4 separate regions of the Sus scrofa genome follow, and regions 1, 3 and 4 are each linked to region 2. The links are chromatin contacts, called in public Hi-C and HiChIP or PLAC-seq maps. All regions are on one chromosome and are shown on one strand. The core of a region is the stretch at or near the end of the contact, and the rest is flanking DNA. Distances in the headings are between cores, read along the strand shown. Region 1 overlaps LOC102164493 (a long non-coding RNA gene). Region 2 holds the start of IRS1 (insulin receptor substrate 1). Region 3 overlaps RHBDD1 (rhomboid-related protein 4). Region 4 has its middle 250 kb from the start of IRS1.

Evidence for each region. Hi-C and Micro-C count contacts between places; a contact is called where the count stands out from the background. HiChIP or PLAC-seq counts read pairs in DNA pulled down with a chosen protein or histone mark.
Region 1: a Hi-C map of embryonic fibroblasts shows a contact between it and region 2, with 4 times the contacts expected there. The contact joins the enhancer-like site here to the promoter of IRS1 in region 2. A contact is called at or near these places in 1 of 5 promoter capture datasets (liver), 5 of 47 Hi-C or Micro-C datasets (alveolar macrophages, embryonic fibroblasts and liver) and 2 of 2 datasets of contacts at active chromatin or transcription factors (alveolar macrophages and skeletal muscle).
Region 3: a contact with region 2 is called in a Hi-C map of fetal skeletal muscle, with 2.9 times the contacts expected there. The contact joins the enhancer-like site here to the promoter of IRS1 in region 2. A contact is called at or near these places in 2 of 5 promoter capture datasets (fetal liver and liver), 20 of 47 Hi-C or Micro-C datasets (adipocytes, alveolar macrophages, embryonic fibroblasts and 11 more) and 1 of 2 datasets of contacts at active chromatin or transcription factors (skeletal muscle).
Region 4: an H3K27ac HiChIP or PLAC-seq map of skeletal muscle shows a contact between it and region 2. The contact joins the enhancer-like site here to the promoter of IRS1 in region 2. A contact is called at or near these places in 1 of 5 promoter capture datasets (liver), 4 of 47 Hi-C or Micro-C datasets (embryonic fibroblasts, epiblast stem cells, fetal heart ventricle and 1 more) and 1 of 2 datasets of contacts at active chromatin or transcription factors (skeletal muscle).

Annotation. Positions count from the first base shown.
Region 1 is chr15:128,157,151-128,160,189 of Sscrofa11.1, forward strand. The region is part of intron 3 of LOC102164493 (a long non-coding RNA gene); the gene reads right to left. Among named protein-coding and RNA genes, the nearest start is that of IRS1, 150 kb to the right of the region's middle. Within about 2 kb of position 1,386, at least 5 of the 83 cell types and tissues checked have an H3K27ac peak or open chromatin away from gene starts, as enhancers often do. A contact at or near this core is called in embryonic fibroblasts, where this site is marked.
Region 2 is chr15:128,305,686-128,308,729 of Sscrofa11.1, forward strand. It overlaps IRS1 (insulin receptor substrate 1), which reads right to left and starts at 1,599. Exons shown (of 2, transcript NM_001244489.1): 1 at 1-1,599. The coding sequence starts at 1,599.
Region 3 is chr15:128,454,299-128,457,014 of Sscrofa11.1, forward strand. The region is part of intron 6 of RHBDD1 (rhomboid-related protein 4); the gene reads left to right. Among named protein-coding and RNA genes, the nearest start is that of RHBDD1, 110 kb to the left of the region's middle. Within about 2 kb of position 1,358, at least 17 of the 83 cell types and tissues checked have an H3K27ac peak or open chromatin away from gene starts, as enhancers often do. A contact at or near this core is called in fetal skeletal muscle and omental adipose tissue, where this site is marked.
Region 4 is chr15:128,054,740-128,057,747 of Sscrofa11.1, forward strand. No RefSeq gene overlaps it. Among named protein-coding and RNA genes, the nearest start is that of IRS1, 250 kb to the right of the region's middle. Within about 2 kb of position 1,347, at least 2 of the 83 cell types and tissues checked have an H3K27ac peak or open chromatin away from gene starts, as enhancers often do. A contact at or near this core is called in skeletal muscle, where this site is marked.

The sequences.
Region 1 (3,039 bases), core at 136-2,635, 150 kb before region 2:
TAATCAGAGCTGTAGCCACCAGCCTACACCAGAGCCGCAGCAACGCGGGACTGGAGCTGTATCTGTGACCTACACCACAGCTCACGGCAACGCTGGATCCTTAACCCACTGAGCAAGGCCAGGGATCAAACTCGCAACCTCATGGTTCCTAGTTGGATTCGTTAACCACTGCACAAGGATAGAAACTCCGGTCGTGAGTTTTGAGTCTAACAAAACTATATTTAGGCCCGATCTGTTCCATTTCCTAGCTATGCCACCTGAACATTTGACTCCTCTGGGCCTCAATTTCCTCATCTGAAAATGGGGATAATAACAGTGCCTGCTTCACAGGGTTGTTGGGAGGACTAAATGAGATGATTAATACAGATCATTTTATTTAGTGTCTTGCCCAGTTCTCATCATCATCTAATCAAATTGTCATTGGATTAATTTTTTTCACTGGAAGTCTAATGAGCTGGGCTTGGCTGAGCCGAAAGCATAATGTAAACCCCTTGGAAAGGCTGAGCATCACTCTTCTGCCAAAATAAAACTAGACGTCTAAAGGGGGTGGATGTTTCTGATGAAGGATAGGAGTGATTCGTCAATCAAAAAGCAGTATTTTTTTTCAATCATAATAGAAAATATTTTAAAAATGTGTGCACTGGGGGGAGGCAGCAAAGCCCCTGGATTTTTCCAACAAATTTGTTAATCATTTCAATTGAGACATAGTTCCTAGAAATTTACATATTTAGTCCTCCAGAACCTTCACCTGAACATGGAAATATTCACTGTGTTACACTAAAATATCTGCCAGATTTGTACACTAGCTGGGTTCGGTTTATCATTAGAGGACAATCTAGGATACACGTTCTCTTTCCTCTACATGAAAGAGTCTTAAAAAAACACAACGTTGTTCCACCAAATACATTCAAAAATCCACTCTTGTAGGGCAGGTGGCAGCCACTCGTTCACCTGGACCAGTCAATACTCTTGTTGGAAGTTCCCCTGTGGCACAGCAAAGTAAGGATCCAGTGTTGCTGTAGCTGTGGTGCAGGTCGCACCTGTGGCACGGGTTCAAGCCCTGACCCAGGAATTTCCACATGCCAAGGATATGGCCAAAAAAGAAAGAAAACTTACGTTAAACTGAGCTATTCTGAAAAATCTCAGAAGTACCTCAAGTTGGAGTGGATCTCATTTCTGAGTCACAATCTACATCCCTGAGACTCAGCTCTGATCTCAAGAGTTTCATGAAAGAAAACATTTCTACAAAGCCAACAAACCCCAAACTTGAGCAAGATTTCAGCCTTGTGGCCAGAAAATTCAGAGCGATTCAGGTTAATAGAGCCAACATTTTTACTAATGGTCTTCTTGGTGGGCACAGTTCATTTTTGGCTCTGTCAAGTCTTTTAGAAACTGAACCACAGGAATAGCACAGATGCTGAGTAAATCAGATACTTCCTGTGGTTTGCACTTCAAAGGCAGCCACAAATTCTTAAGGTATGATTCATAGTCATCAAAATCTATGAATCTTCTCTGAAATTATTCTTTCACTTCCACTAAATACCTTATAATTCTTCAGATAAGTGACCCCACTGAGATCAAGGAAATTATGAATAGGAAATTTCAATAGGAAAAGAATGTAGTTGTCACCTGCTTAGGCCACTTGGCCTGTTAAAACCTGCATTCGCCGCTTGAACAAGAATAAGAAAGAAGCCAGGGCCCACGCCTTCTTAAACACTTAAGGGGTCCATGGAACACCTATTTACACAGTCATTCAAAGCCTAGTGTCTCATGTCATGTAAGTTTCTATGCTAAAATTGGAAGGTTCTACCAAACTACTAAACTCTATTCTAATACATATGTCAGTTTTGAGCATTTAGGGACTATACTCTATGAGAAATATTCTAGGTCGAAGAAACCTATTAATTTCACCAACAGAAATAGCCTATTTAATCCTTTGCTCCAAAACAGGAAGGGACAAAATGCTCAGCAAGTCAATATCAGTAATTCTACTCCTGGTATAAAGTGATACCTGTATCTGCTAGTTTTTTCTGCATAACAAACCAGCCCAGAATTCAACAGCTTAAAACAGCAGTCATTTATTTAACTAATAATTCTGCAGCTTGGTCATTGGAGCTGTGATCAGTGATCCACTGAGTGGCTCCTCTGGTCTCAGTTGGGTTCATTGATGTGTTTAGGGCTGGCTAGGAGGCCCGCCGAGGTAGACTAGTCTAAAATGGTCTCAGTCGAAATGGCATCTCGATTCCACATAATCTCTTGTCCTTCAACAGGCTAGCCTGGCCTCGTTCATGAATTTTCTGGCCAGGGTTCCAAGAGAGAGTGTGGAAGTACACAAGCCCTCTTGGAACCAAAGGTCAGAACTAACACACTCTTACTTCCCCTGCATTTCGTTGCCAAAGCACGTTACCAGGCCAGCCTAGATGCAAGAAGTGGGCAAAGAAACACCACTTATTGATGAGAAAAGCTTCAGAGTCAGATTGCAAACATTTAAAATTAGGACCATTTTTTCCATCTACCAAAATCATACCTTCACTCTTTCATGACTGTGTCACTAAACCCAGCAGGAGAGGGGTAAGTGTCGGCATGGACTCAGTACACCTTCCTGTGTAGCATCAGTCAGAGCTCAACAAGAATGCCTGATGCTCATTTGTGGCAATCCCTCCCACCACTTGGTACTCCTGAGATGGGGGACAGTCCCTTTAATATGAGTAGCAAACAACGAAGCAGCTGCCCCAGGTAATGATGTGCACAGTTAAAGCTCAACTGAGCAAACAACAAATTCTCATGAGCCCTTTGAGCACCGTTTCTTCATTTGTAAAATGTCAGCCTTTCCTATGTCACAGGGCTGTTTTGAAAAATCAAAGCAGAAAATGTATATGGAAACACTTTGCAGCCTGCTGTACAAATGAGGGACGTGTAGTTGTAAACATACCCAGCCTACCATGTAGAACTAAGGGAGGCAGAGAGTGAAAGACACAAGACTCATTACATGCTGACTGGGTACAAGAAATGTGACTCTTCTGCATCCTCCGGACTTTC
Region 2 (3,044 bases), core at 349-2,848:
AGTAGGGGATGTGCCAGCAGAGTGAGTCCGCTTTCGGAACCGATTATCCAGATCAGATGCAGGGCCTGCTTCCTCCCCGGTCAGGGCTGGGCTCGTGCCCAAGCCAGCTCCTGGGAGGCAGCGGTGGCCATTGCCACCCCGAGGCAAAATGTAGTGGCCATTGGGGGCAGCGAGGGTGGAGGCCCCCTTGCCCCCCATGCAGATGTAGTTGCTCAGCTCCTCCTCACCGCGGGCGGGCGGGGTGTGGCCCAGGGAATCCGGCGTGACACTGCGGAAGGAACTTCGGAAATCACAGGGGCTAGAGCCATACTCATCGGAAGAGATGAAACCGCCGTCACTGGGGGACCCGGACACAGAAGCACTAGACCGCCGCGGGAAGAGACAGTCCGAGGTGGAGCCATGGCCGCTGGTGCTGCTGGACGACAGGCTGACCGGGCTGGTGGCGGAGGGTGAGCAGCGAGAGGAAGGCATGGGAATAGAGCGGCTGTGGTTAAGAGGCGGGTGCAGCCGGGAGCTGCCTCGATGCCGGTGGGCGTGAGTCCTGTTGGTGCTAGGGCTCACAGGACTGCCGTCCACAGAGGCGGGGCGAGACATGGTGCCTTCCCCATCACTGGACGCACGGACGCGGAAGGAGCCCTGCTTCCCGCCCACCAAGCTGGCCGGGGAGGTGGCAGTGATGCTCTCTGTGCGTGAGCGGCGGGTCAGCCCCACCTGGCTGGGCGGAGGGTTGTTGAGGTGGTGCCTGCGCAGAGGTACACTGATGGGGTTGGAGCAGTTAGAGGAGGACTGGCTCTTGCTTCGAGGGCGGAACTCATCGCTCATGGCCCGCATGGCCTCCAGGATTGTCTCATGCATATTCTGGGCCACCACAGAATCATCCACCTGCATCCAAAACTCCCCGGGTCCCGTCACTGCAGAACGGCCCACTTCGATGAAGAAGAAGTTCTCTGAGTGGCCACAGCGCCTGATGTTCATCAGCTGCAGCACCACAGCCGCCGCCTCCGAGTTCAGCTTCACGAAACTGATGGTCTTGCTGGTCAGGCAGAGGCGGTAGATGCCAATCAGGTTCTTTGTCTGACCCAGGCCTTTGGGTTTCAGGATCACCTGCCAAACCTCCTTGAAGGCGGGTCCTGGGGGCACGTCTCCGTAGCTCAAGTCCTCCCCAGCCTCGCCGAGGCCAGAGCTGCCACTGCAGCTGCCCCCACCGCCTCCCGCCCCGGGGCCTGCGGCCCCGTCGTGGTGGCCCTTGGCACGGTTGTGCAGCTGCAGGAGGGCCTGGTACCAGCTGTCCTGTTCGGCCTCGCTGTCCGCCGCGATGGCAAAGTGCTCGTCCCGGGTGTAGAGGGCCACCAGGTGCTTGTTCTTGGAATCCGCCCGCTTGTTGATGTTGAAGCAGCTCTCCAGGGGGATCGAGCGTTTGGGGGCGCTCGACTTGTGCCGCCACTTCTTCTCGTTCTCGTAGTACTCGAGGCGCGCGGGGCCCCCAGCCTCGCTGGCCGCCCGCAGCACGAAAAAGCGCTTGTGCATGCTCTTGGGTTTGCGCAGGTAGCCCACCTTGCGCACGTCCGAGAAGCCATCCGTCTCGGGAGGGCTCGCCATGCTGCCGCCGCCACCGCCGCCGAGGAGAGGGAGGCGCCGAAAAACAACCGGGTGGGGGGCGGAGGCTCCTCGCCGCGGCCCCGCACATGCAAACAGGGCTGGAGGCGGCAGAAACCCCGACTCCGAAATCCACGCCGCCCTCCGCGCCGGGGAGGGGCAGCCGAGGGAGGACGCAGCAGCTGCGCCAAGGAGATAGCCCCGACCGGAGTTTACTGGCGTTTCATGCCCTGGGGGGAGGCAGCGCGTCCGGCGTGAGTGCAGCCCGGATCCTCGGGGAGCCAAATCTCTTCTCAGCCGCCGCGGCTGGGAAGGAGAGAAGATGCATCGCTCGCCGCCAGGGCTGGAGTCCGGCGCGCAGGCGGCGGCGGCCGGGGGTCCCCGCGTTGCCCCTCCAGGCACGCGCGCCTTCCCTCCTGAGTTCCCCTCTGGAAGTAGCGATTCCCGAGGCAAATTAAATATCCTTGGGCAGGGGGAGGCGAGCTGCCAAGTCCCAACGTTGCACGGGGTTCTCCCTCCTCCTTCTCCTTCGCCTCCTCCTCCGCCTCCTCCCACCCCCCAACCGTCCCCGCCGCCACCAGCCGCCCAAATACCAGCTCAGTCGCAGAGACCGCGGCGCTGCGGCTGTTGCTGCTGCTGCTGCCGCCGCCCGCGGACGCGTCCTCTGCAGCCCCCATTCGGGCCCATCTCCACAGGCGAAGAAAGTGGCTTTTCCACGCAAAACGCTACTGGGGAGCTGGGGACGCGCCGGAGGGACAGGCTCATCCCTGCCCCTCGCTCCAGTCGGCAGGGGAGGAGGGGAGGGGACGAGGGCGGGAGGCAAGGGGGGAGGTTGGGGAAGGAGTCGGGGAAGACGCCTCTTCCCCGGGAGGCGCTGCTGCAGCAGTTACTTCTCCCCGCCTCCCTCCTCCTCGGAGAGTTGCCGAGAGCCCCAACCAAAACAAGCAGCGGCGTCTGGCTCTGCGCGTCGGCCCCCTCCGACCGCGCCGCCGTCTCACTCAGGAGAGAAACACGTGATGGAGCCTCCGCGCTCCGCAGCCCGGCTGCCGCCGCCGCCGCCGGGAGGCTCCCGCCTGGGTCTCTACATTCCCGGTTGAGCCCGCCCCGCGCCCGCCCCTCTCCGCCCCCCGGTCGTGCCGCAGAGGCGCCCGCGCCGGCTTCAGCGCTGCGCTCGGGCAGCGCCCCTGCGCGGCCGCCCGCCCTGGCGCAGAGCCTTCCTCCCCGAGCGCCACCCAGGGTGCCCCCGGCCCGCAGGAATCCCCGCCGCGGGCGCGGGCGGGGGTGTTTGGGTGGCTACCCGAAAGCACGAGGGGAATCTGGGAAAACGGGGGGTGTGCGTGTGCCGAACTCGGGAAGACGCAGGAGTGAGGGTGGGGGGCGACGGGCGGGGAGTTGGGGGGCGGGCACTGCGGCTACAGAGCCTAGCCTGGGAGGGTCCGGGAGGAGGG
Region 3 (2,716 bases), core at 108-2,607, 150 kb after region 2:
TCTCAGGGACAGTTTCCTGGGTCAGGGATGGTTTTTATAATTACGTGTTGATAGCGGTGTCTCTCGACATGTAGGTAGGCCCCATTCAGGCTGACAGTATTGGAAAAGTAGCACTAATTTGGATTTTTATACGGTCTTTACAGCACAGATGTGCGTACCACCTCTTAGCCTATTTCTAGATACTGAAGTTCTCTAATGGCTTGGAATCCAGAGCCCAGACAGACCTCGAGCATTTGGAAGAGGAAACAAATAGACCGAATGGTATTCTGAAGCCTCCTGTCACCCATTCCCCCCGTTTATGTTACGCTTGTTATTGGCAGCAGCTCCCCATGTAAGTTTCTTTGTCCCTTCCCAAAGTTCTCCTCCTGGCCCTCTGTCTTTTCCCCCTTATTCTTTGATTTTCTAGCATGATATTTACTGGGGTTTTTGTTTGTTTAATGTTAAAAGGAATTTTAGGAGGTGGAGGTTTCTGAGGGAAACACTGGCTAATTCCAAATGCTCTATGATTATAAAAATTCACAGAAACATTACCTTTGGGCCTTTGCTTCAAGAGCCGGAAGTCGGGCTGTTTCTGATGTGAAACTCAAGTGGGAGCGAGTGGAGAAAACACAGGACAGATCCAGATGTCACCTGCGGTGCTTCTCTCTGCCTCTGTCTGCACAGGGCATCTGAGAATCTGGCCAAAGAGCAAGGGTGTCAGGGATGTTTCTGAGAGCAGGACCTGCCCAGCGTGAGAGAGGGGGTACTGTTCTCGCCCGCGGAAGGAGGGAGCTGCCGGCCCAGGCGGAACCTGCTGAACCACCAAGTACCAAGCTGCCGGCTCCAAAGATGCCTTTGTGGCTTCTCCCATCCCAGGCCGCCCAGGACAGCAGCAGCGAGGTGTCTGCGGTCATAGGCTCAGGAATTAAAAACAGTCTCTGGGGAGGAACCACTGGTGCTGGCGACCTTTGCAGATTATGGCCTCACAGAGTACTCACTAATACGCCTCCACACTTTGAACCACTAACTGGGGCCCAGTCCAGACCAGCGTTCGATGCCCTCCTGGATCCTGCTTCCCACCCCCGCCCACCCGCCACGTCTTCTGGGGTAGGACCAGGAGAGGGGCAGAAAGAAAGAGGATTGGGTGTCGGGGGTGGGGGGGGTGTCAGGTGAAAATGTAAGGCAGGGAACAGACTACTTTGATTCGGTTTAAAGCAAGTCATTTTTAGTATTACTGCATCCAGGATGAGTTGTCGTCTTATCACAGATTGTATCTGTTTATCTCTTCTCGTTTGGAGTTCGAGCGATACAGATCATTCCAGTAAGAAGCGCTCAGCTACGCCAGGCAGCGTGCACCATAGCCAGAGAAAATTCTGAGCTCAGAGCTGGTGAAAAGCTCTCTATCCGCATCCGTATCTACCACCGCATCTGTATCTCCCCCAGGGCCTCTCTGCTCTGGAAGAAATCTGATATGACACAGAAACTGCTAGATGCTGGCAAATAATCCCCGGGTTTCAGACCATCTAGACAATAAACAACTCCATAATATTCAGTGCAGCAGCTTCTGTAGAGCCCATCTGTTTCAAAATAACCCTAATTCTGCTTACAATGCGGAATGCTTTGTTGACTGGAATTTGTCCTAGTTTTTCTTCAGCCGATTCAGAGCCATGGGCCTCTGGCTCCACCTGCTGGCAAGTGGAAGGACTGGAGTGAAACCCAGAGTGGATGCTTTCAGTTGAAAGACAAATCTGAGCTGTAGTTCAGGGATTCTAAAGGCTGGGATAGCTCAGAATCACCGGGGAGTTCATTAAAATACAGTGGCCTAGGCTCCAGGCCAAGCCTGCTGAGTCGGAAACTCTCAGACAGCTCTCCTGGTGATTGATACACCAACATCAGAGAACCACCTGGAATTCAGAGTCACCTGGAATTCAGGGACCTGAACCAGCAAGGTCAAGGATGACCCCACCATATCCCGCTCACCTGCAAACCGGGAAAGTGACCAAGCCTCCTTGAGGTGCCCACTCCTGTCTCTTCCAGTTAGTTTATCCTGGTACCTCTTGGTGATAGAGTCAAAGCTTTATTCCCTGGGAACACATCAAAATAGTCTTTGTAAAGTGGAAGAACCTGGCAAACACTCCTTAACCCAGTGCTCAAGGTTATTTCTCGGGTGATAAGTCCTGTGATCGCGTGACATGACAGGAAGGGCACGTCCCGCTCTGGTCTTCTCCCCAAAACCTTAACTCCAGTCTAACGAGGAGGAGAAACATCAGACAAACCAAATTGGGGAACACGTTGCAGGCTGGTACGTCTCAAAATTGTCAAGGTTATGGGAAATAAGAAAAGACTGTGAAAGTACCACAGGCCAGAAGGGACTAAGGAAGGCTGACAGCTAAATGGACTGTTGGATCCTAGAACAGAAAAGGAAGTGAGTGGAAACACCAGTGAGCTTCAAGCAAAGTCTGGAATTTAGTGAATAGTAATATACCTGTCTGTACCTGGTTGGTTTTGACAACTGGATCATGATAGTGTAAGGTATCCGGCTGTATTCTCTTTGTAACTTTTCTGTAAATCTCAAATTATTACACAGTAGAAAGTTTATTTTAAAAACGTGAGGGGGAGTGGGCAGGGTGGCCTGAATTAAACCACATGAGGTAGCAGAAGTTGCCAAGGACAACCGCGTGGCCAGTTCTCAGCCCAGCTGTTGGAAGTCACAGCCAGGCTGGCCGGAAGGGCCGGC
Region 4 (3,008 bases), core at 97-2,596, 250 kb before region 2:
TACTTATTGACATTGACATTGATGATTTGATCACCAAAGTTCATTGTCATGTGAATCTATCTTGGTTGCCTGAAAGCATCTCATCTGTTATTTCTCAAACACTGCTGTACATCAGAATCACTAAGAGTGCTCATTGAGGTTAATATTCCCTGGTCATACTCAGTAGACCTTCCTGAGGACCAGTGACGTGCATCCTTAATGAGCATCTCAGGTGATTCAGATACAGATGGTGTTGGGATCTGCTTTTGGAAACAGACGCATGAGACTCCATCTAAAAATGCTCGCAAGCAGGTGGCCAGCTACTAGCTACAAGAAAGCTCTTAGTGAAAGTAATGAGATTGATCATCTGTTAAATTTAATGCTCTATTTTAAATGAAAATTACAGAAGCAAACCTAATTGATTTCTATGTGTTAATTAACAGAGGGAAAATAACCAAACTGTCTCTAGTACCACAGTCTACAGACTGGTTTGTACTTAAGGAGAAAATGGCCATTTTAGTAGTATGGTTACATTCTTTGGGGGAGGGAAATTTCCAAGAGTCTGAAGCTTGAAAAAATTACTACCTGTAAAAGTGGATTAGAAATCTCGAAAAGTTGTTCAAATCTGCAAAGTTCTCATATGTCATTCTTCTCATCAGACTAGAAATACCTACTTCGCCAGGAAAAAGAGCAAGTGCATGTAAATTTCTCTGTAGGTACCTGAAAAGTTCATATGGCTAGAAATGACTAAAGCCAAATAACAAAGCTTTTTTTTGTTGTTGTTACCCCCTTACTCAACCCTATTCCCTGCTTATCACAAACTCAGGCACATATAAGTAACTTCATTCTTACCCTCTGATGGTCTTTTAATAATTATTTGATCTGGTGAGATAATTTTGACATTCTTACTCTCTACTCTTATTTAAACTGATAGATAACAAAATCATGTCCTGGATTAAGGATAAATAATTAGTAATGTATTAGGTCATAATGGAAATAGTTAAAGCATACTGTAACATCTTAATGGCAGCATATCACTATTAAGGGTGTAACAAGGTCAAGTAAATTGTCCCAGAGCTTTCCAAAAGTCTGGCTATGCTTGCCTCTTTTTTTTTAATACAAAAAAATGCTGTTTGATCTTTGAAAATGTGTAATCGATGAGAAGCCAAGAAATTTTTAAAAGCCTCATGATACAGAGACTAACTTGCACCAACTTTGGACAAAAATACAACAAACTGATTGCGCCGGACATTGAACATTGATCTGCTAAACAGAGAAACTTCATTTCAATAAAAACCAGAAAGTTTAAAATAGGCCTCTGACTAATAGAAAAGTCAGGAGTATTTTTAGCAAATGGACAGCAGACACGTGTTCAGTGGTTAGAAACACTGCTATCTTTAAGCACGTGTCAACCAGGAATATTGCAAGGTCAATGTCAAACCTTCCTGCAGGAAGAAACTTCTCCCACTGCCAGCCCATCTCTCTAAAATTCTGAATGTGAACTTCACAAAGAAGGAGGAAAATATATACACAGAGATGAGAATACAATACATTTAAAGTTTTCCAAATGCATAGCTAATAAGGAAAGTATTTGGGAGGAGAAAAATAGAGGGTCTTGAAGTATTTGCAAGAAAGATTTACCTTTTTAGTGATCTCTAATTTTTTGCCAATAACATCTCTCCCATCACTGGGATGAGACCTGAATCCCACAGCAGGACCACAATTCTTATCAGGTTGGTCTCTACAGAAACATCTTGTCACCTCTGGTTTTCATACAGTTGGGCAGCAAATAGTGAACACCTAACATTTTAAAGAACTGTGCCAGGCATGTTCAGATTTCCGAAGTTTTTAAGAATAATCCTCAGCCTTAGAAAACTTAGATGTTCTAATAGAAGCAAAGGCAAAATGTGCCAAGTTCCACCATAGTGAAAAAAAAATTCTAACTGGTTATCAGAAGATATGCCTCACATTTGTTTAGAAGATAAGAGAAGTTTTCTTTGGGGAGGTGGCACTGAAGTCAGGTGCACAGAACAGAAGAGAGTCACATCCACAAAGATGAGGAGGAAGACAAGCTGGAAGGAGCCACCTGCTCGAGAAAAGCAGCGTAAGAGGAAAGTGTGCTAAGGTGGTGAGCAGATTTTCTAGGGTAAGGAATGCAAAAATAGAAAGAAAAACTAGTATGGTAGAGAGATTTTAAACAGATTGAGCATCCATCTTCAAAAACAGGCTAAGGTGTTTGGGCTTTAGGAAAGATGCAGAAACGGGAAAGGATAAACAATCCCTGAGCGCTTGTGATGTGCCAGGTACAGAACTGAAGCTGTGCAAAAATTACAATGCTTAGAGTTCCCATATGGCTCAGCAGGTTAAGTATCCCACAATGTCACTGTGTGGCTCAGGCTCTATCCCTGGCCCAGAAACTTCTGCATGTCCCCTGTGTCGCCAACAAAAGTAATTACACCCCTGAACATCCACACAGAATGAGAATCATACTTGAAAATGCTAGCATAGCACTAGGGAAAGTGTGTTGGGAAAGTTTGAGAGCAATGGAATCCATTGCAAGGACACTAAACAAAAGTTTGTTTCAGAAATCAAGGGAGGTTTTATTTAATCGAAGTGGAGTCATTGTGCAGAGGAAAGTGTGGGAATATTTTTTCATGCCATTTTGATACAGTAGATATTTTCACATCAACACATTCACCTTGAGAGCATCTGAATACAAGTATTATCAGAATATATAACTGGGAGATTTTCAAAGTGAAAGAGTTCTCCAGAGTGTAACTCCTTAAGCCACCCTAATTCTTGATCAATTCTATAAATACAGAAGATAAACTGTTCCTAATTTTTCCACTTTTAATCTTATTTCACTGAAATTGTGTTAATTAAGAGAAATTATTTTCCCCAGAGAGAATTTAAACCAATTGTTAATCTATCAATTACTATTTTTGAATATTTGCTTGGATTTAGTTTTTTGTTTTGTTCTCATTAACAAATCATACCCTTTCAGATTTTGTTAATGTGAGTTTTCTTTT